Regions from separate parts of the Zea mays genome. Here region 1 is linked to region 2. A link is a contact called in public Hi-C data. All regions are on one chromosome and are shown on one strand. The core of a region is the stretch at or near the end of the contact, and the rest is flanking DNA. Distances in the headings are between cores, read along the strand shown.

The links. A called contact is a pair of places that touch in the nucleus more often than the background predicts.
Region 1: a Hi-C map of ear shows a contact between it and region 2, with 4 times the contacts expected there. The contact joins the promoter of LOC100216714 here to the enhancer-like site in region 2. A contact is called at or near these places in 3 of 25 Hi-C or Micro-C datasets (bundle sheath, ear and tassel) and 1 of 3 datasets of contacts at active chromatin or transcription factors (leaf).

What each region holds. Positions count from the first base shown.
Region 1 is chr7:108,814,644-108,817,436 of Zm-B73-REFERENCE-NAM-5.0, reverse strand. LOC100216714 (glycosyl hydrolase family 81 protein) reads right to left here and starts at 1,298. Exons shown (of 1, transcript NM_001143119.1): 1 at 1-1,298. The coding sequence starts at 1,122.
Region 2 is chr7:108,635,454-108,638,174 of Zm-B73-REFERENCE-NAM-5.0, reverse strand. No RefSeq gene overlaps it. Among protein-coding and RNA genes, the nearest start is that of LOC103632693, 12 kb to the right of the region's middle. Within about 2 kb of position 1,319, at least 11 of the 20 cell types and tissues checked have an H3K27ac peak or open chromatin away from gene starts, as enhancers often do. A contact at or near this core is called in ear, where this site is marked.

The DNA.
Region 1 (2,793 bases), core at 49-2,548, 180 kb before region 2:
GAACTGCTGCACCGCCGGGATCACGTCGGGGCACCCCACCTCCTCCGCGATCAGCGCCAGCCGCGCCGCCCGCGCGATCGCCTTCCCGTAGAAGTAGGACGAAGTGGTGGTTATCGCGGTGGACGCGAGGCCGGCCACGTCAGCTCGCAGCGCGGCCACCACTTCGGCGACGCCGTCCTCGCTAACGCCGCGGGTCGAGTGCCACGTCGGGGAAACAGGGTCGGTGCGCAGGACCCAGGCGTCGCCGACCACGCCGACCATATCGCCGTCGATGCTCCGGTACCGGAAGTCGTCGAGCACCCGCACGGGGCAGTCGTCGGCGAGCAGGCGGAGGTGGAGCGGATGCGCGAGCATGAGCAGCTCCCCGGGCCCGTCCTTGCGCCAGGCGTAGTCGACGCAGAAGGGCCGGCTCAGGGCCGCGTGGCCGGCGGTCGGGAAGCAGCGGCTGTAGCGGTCGAGGACCGGCTCCATGGACGCGTCGGGGAGGTAGGCGACCCGGATGGCTCCGGCGAAGCCAGGCGCGGAGAGCTGCGTGGTGGTGGTCTGCGCGAGGCGGATCGGGGCCGACGCGTAGAGGAGGAAGGTCTGGCCGCTGTTCATCCCGAGGCGCCACTTGGTGCCGGAGTCGTCGCAGGAGGCGACGTCGAGGAAGGCATGGACGGACGCGACGGAGATGTCGACGGCGCCGGCCGTGGTGGTGACGGTGACGTACGGGCATCCGCGGACGAGGTGCGCGCGGAGGGACGGGGAGACGTCGAGCGTGACGGAGAGGTCGTCGAAAGCCGAGACGCAGTGGCGCTGCGCGCTCCCGGCGGCGTCGGAGACGGTGAGGTCGGGGACGAAGGTCTGGATGACGAAGGACGGCGAGTGGTTCCGCGAAGGGTAGCAGATGTCGAGAGCGGCGCCTCCGGGGGAGCGGACGGAGTACGGGTGGACGTACTCCGGCTGGTCCCCGTTCTTGAGCACGAAGTTCTGGAAGAAGGAGTTGGTGGGGAGCGGCGCGGCGAGGAGCGGCGGCGCGAAGAAGCGGGACGGGTCGGGCACCACCGTGGACGTTGCGCGCGGGAACACGGGGCCCCCCGGCGGCGGCGCCGGCGGGCGGTGGCTGCCGTGGTGCGGCATGGCGGTGGGGACGAAGGGGGGAAGCTCCGGCGGCTGCGGCGGGATCGAGACGGGTTGTGAGGAAGGCAGACCGGGTTGTGCGGGCCTGGGCCTGGGCCTAGGCCTGGGCTGGGAGAAGGCGAAGCGCGGCTTGGTCGTGACGATGCGGGAGAGGGTGTGGCCCAGCTTCCTCGTCCACTTCCGCATCTCGCCGCCTGCTCGGGCTGGTGCTTTATACCCCTGGCGTGGTATCGGTTGGGCTGGGCTTTGACTGGGCCAACGCGGTGAGATCTGACAACAAACAGTCCTCCGGATCCGAGGCGACAGGTCGGCGTGTCCCTGCGCGTCACACAGTAGAAAAAACGAAATACTATAGATGTTTTAAAATCTTGGATTTTGTAATAAGCACCGGAGCCACGGGTATGGTGTTTAATTTTGATTGGGTGGACAGCGATGATTAGCGGCTAAGCGTTGGAAACGCGGAAAGACGCTTGAAGGGAAGCAATGATTTAATTATGTCATGTTTTCTTAGCACACGAGGATGATTGTACTGGCATTGGTTGAGCTGAAGCGAAGGGGACGGGAGGAGACGACAATGAACACAAACCTGATCTGGAAAGAGACACACGGGCGTGGAGAAGGTGGAGCAGTTCCGACACGGCCTACCTCGTTAACTAGATGGAGATGGAGATGGAGATCAGGGACGCCGGCCTTCTTCGCGTCCTTTGGTTGGAGTGGTTGCGATGCAGCTGGATGGACGGGTGGTTACCCTCAACCGCGGCCGCCGCGGCTCACGTCGACTACGAAGACGCAGCAGCAGCAGCGCAGGACGACAGGACCCCGGCCGTGTCCCGCGTCGTAAGATTTGCTTGGCACCGGCGGGGCCGGGGGCGGTTGGTACGTGCGGGCGACGCCACGAAACGTGTCTCCGGCGATCAGATCGGTCTGATGTGATGTGAATGTGGCCTCTTCCCGGGCGGCGGGCGAGGGAAGCAAGGGATGACGGGCTTGCCGTGGCGGCGAATGCTTGCCCGCGAAGCGAGTGGCAGAGCCAAGACGGCCGGCAACCGCAACCGCAAGGGGCCCGTCGGGCTCGTCGTTGCTTCCTTCGTTCCGGGGCCAACACGAAGCTTTGTCTGATTGTCTCCGGTTGGACGCGCGCGGCGGCAACGAAGAAGCCCGCCATGTACCAATGCATCCCACGTTGCTGCTCTTCTGCTTGTTCCACTGTCGTCGCGCTATTGACATCAACTGATATTTCCTAAGTCAAAATTCATCACAATTCATTACAATACACTCTACTCCACATTGAATTTAAATAACCAAACAAAGCCTCTCTCTGGTTATCCTCGTTCCATGTGGATTGGAATTGATGAGATTACTAGGAATTTAAACTCATTTAATCACATCCAATCCACGTAGATTGAGATTAAAACGAGCAGGTCCTAAAACTGTGCTGGGTGTAGCAAAGGAAAAAGGGAACGAACAAGAGCGGGATGGGTAAGACATCACTCTTGAACTGAAATGGGGAAGGCGGCTTTAAAATGCAGGTATAGGATAAGCATCAAAGTAAAGATCGAGGGATGACAAGGGTTAAGGTGATAACGGACAAACACACAACAAAGGATGTATTTTAGACAAAACTTGCAAGGTATCAAAGAAGAGGGAGCAGTCAATGATGAAATAGATGAG
Region 2 (2,721 bases), core at 70-2,569:
ATGGATCACAGGGAGGGACTACTAGTGCTTGGGGCTCACCGGTCACTCGCCCTGCTGTTCTTACCCATGTCTACATCACGAACCTCAGGTATATCAGCCAACATAGAAAGTGCAACCTTACCTATCAACGGTTGGTTAGGAACGATTTCGTCCAACTCGATGGTGTAAAATGACAAGTCCAAACCCTCAAAGTTAGCCTGAACTTTTGGCAGGATAGAGACACCAAGATCATGTTGTGCCATTGACCGTTTCTCATGATGATTAAGGGGAAGTTCCTCCTCCTCTTTTTTTCATCGCTGTCTCTCGGCAAATTATCCCAATCCACCAAAGAAGACTCCTCTGTAACATCTTGATCACTATCTTTCTTCTTGCCCCCTTAACTTGACCTTTTCCAGTCACCGCTGACTTAGACTGAGCAGCAACAAACTTTTTGCTTGAGGTTTGTCGGGTCGTCCTCCTTCTCTTTGGTGTTTCTGCCTTGACAACAGGCTTACCATAGTTTTTCCTTTTCAGCATCATTTGACCTAAAAGTTTGTCCCCATCAATGCATGGTTACAAGTGGGCTCCATCAGTCAAGAGAGCATCTCTAGCCTCGGGGGTTCCCCCTTGGGCATGCTTGAAGCAATTTCCCCATTAGAACCCTTGACAGGCGTCAAATCAAAACATGGGTTGACTTCTCTCTATCATGCAAGCACTGTCCAGCTTAAACAAAAACCTCCATTTCTTCAGCAGTCAACACAGAGTTTCATTTCAGAACTTGGCTTTTGCCATGTTGAGGAGGGTCAGATGAAAACTTGTTATGGTTGGTGTAGGCAAGGCTAGGCACCAGCTCTAGGAGCATATGGACTCTAGTATCCGGATGGAGCTAGAGGAGTCATTGTTGGCCAGGATGCCCAAAGGTCTGTCTTTCTTTTTCTCTACTCCCTGAATCAAATCTAATCGAATTAAATCGAGCTCCAGTGTTTCTAATCTCTTCGAAATTCGGGCCTACCTACGACTGACAAATTCCTTTTTTGAGGCGGTCTCTCTCTCAGAGGAGGATGACAAGTATGAAGCAGAAGAAGAAAATGAAGCGAAATAAGGAAATGGGGCATCGATCGCCACCGTCGCGACCATGGCACCCCATGGTGACCGAGCCGCTACCGCCAACCATCATGGCCAACGGGAGTAGAAAGTGGTAGAAGGGCAAGGGTAGATCAACGTGCTACATGAGGTGCAAGCGGTAGGAGTGGTGCGAACGTTCGGTGACATCCAGGGTGGATGGGAACCGCTCCGCCAACTATGTATGTTAACGGGATATAAAGAGAGTAGAGGACTAAGCCGTACACGTGCTACAATGACCCACTGGCCATGGCCCACATCCGCTAGTACACCTCAGACCTCGTTCGTTTGTTACAGATTAATGGACTGGAATGATTCCTAGCTGGATTGATTCTTTAAATTATATAGTAGAGGACCGAGTCGTACGTGTGTTACCTTGGCCCACGCCTACCAGTACACCCTCAGGCCCTATTCATTTGTTATAGATTAATGGGATGAAATGATTCCTATCTAGATTGCTTCTTTAATTTATATAAACTTTGATTAGATGGAATGATTCCGAGTACAATCCCGCACAAACGGATAAAGCCTCAAGCCTCTCTCAGAGCTAGCAGCGGTGCTCGCATGCACCAAGAACCACTCCGTCCCCAACTTTGTCTTCCCCAATGGCTCCTGCCCAACCAAATGAAGTGTTGTGGGTGGGCAAGTTCACCATGTTCTTCTGGTGATGTGGACAACGACCAGAAGGTGCATTGCTTCTAGTGGATTCTGGTCGGCTCAACCTTCCACAAGGACATGGGTGTGACCCGTGTCGCTCGCCGGGCCATGTCTCCGTGGCCGACTTTAACCGCACCCTGCGCGTCGCCTTCGGCCTGAAGAGCTGGATTGGTAACAAGAGAATTGGAGGTGATTTATTGGAGAGAAAATCTTTTGCTATACAAAATTGTATAAGAAGAAATTTCCTTTCCCATGGATCCCTTCAATTCCCTTGTCATCAAACTAAACTGAAGCGCGAGGCCGCGTCCCACAGCAGCGCGACCATGGCTGCTCATCATCTCTCACTGGACTCCAGCGGTTCCTGAACTCTTCTTCACATGCTACAAATTTGTGGAACCTACGACTTCTGCTACATCTTGATATTCAATCACTAGCATTGGAAATTATTAATTGGTCGCTTGACAACAAGCGTACTGAGATTTGGATACCAGTAAGTGAAGCGTGCCCCTACTAAAAGTAGGGATGACAACCGCGAAAATCTAAGCATTGTGATGCAAAAAGGGGACAAGAATTATCTGAAGACACCATAGGAGGACAAATCAAATGTGGAGATTGTTTTATACATTTATTCTCCGGTACTGACTAGACAATATATTAAAGCAACTGTAAACTTCAGAGAGCCCCAAACTGGTGACTAGATACACAAGTCATAGCTCTAGACCAATGTATCTGGTCCAGACGATCACTCTATTTGTGCTGGGTTGACTAGAACTAGGAGACATGAGTCACCATGGTGGCCCAAATTGCAGCTCAAGGAGTGAATCTTTTGATCTCAAACTCCAATGTAAGGGAAGGGTGTGAGCTTCTAGGTCCCTAAGTAACGCTTGGTAATTAATGACAAAATATGTGGACTAACGATTTCTTTGAGAAAACAAGAATGAGATTGCTCCATGTATATGTGAG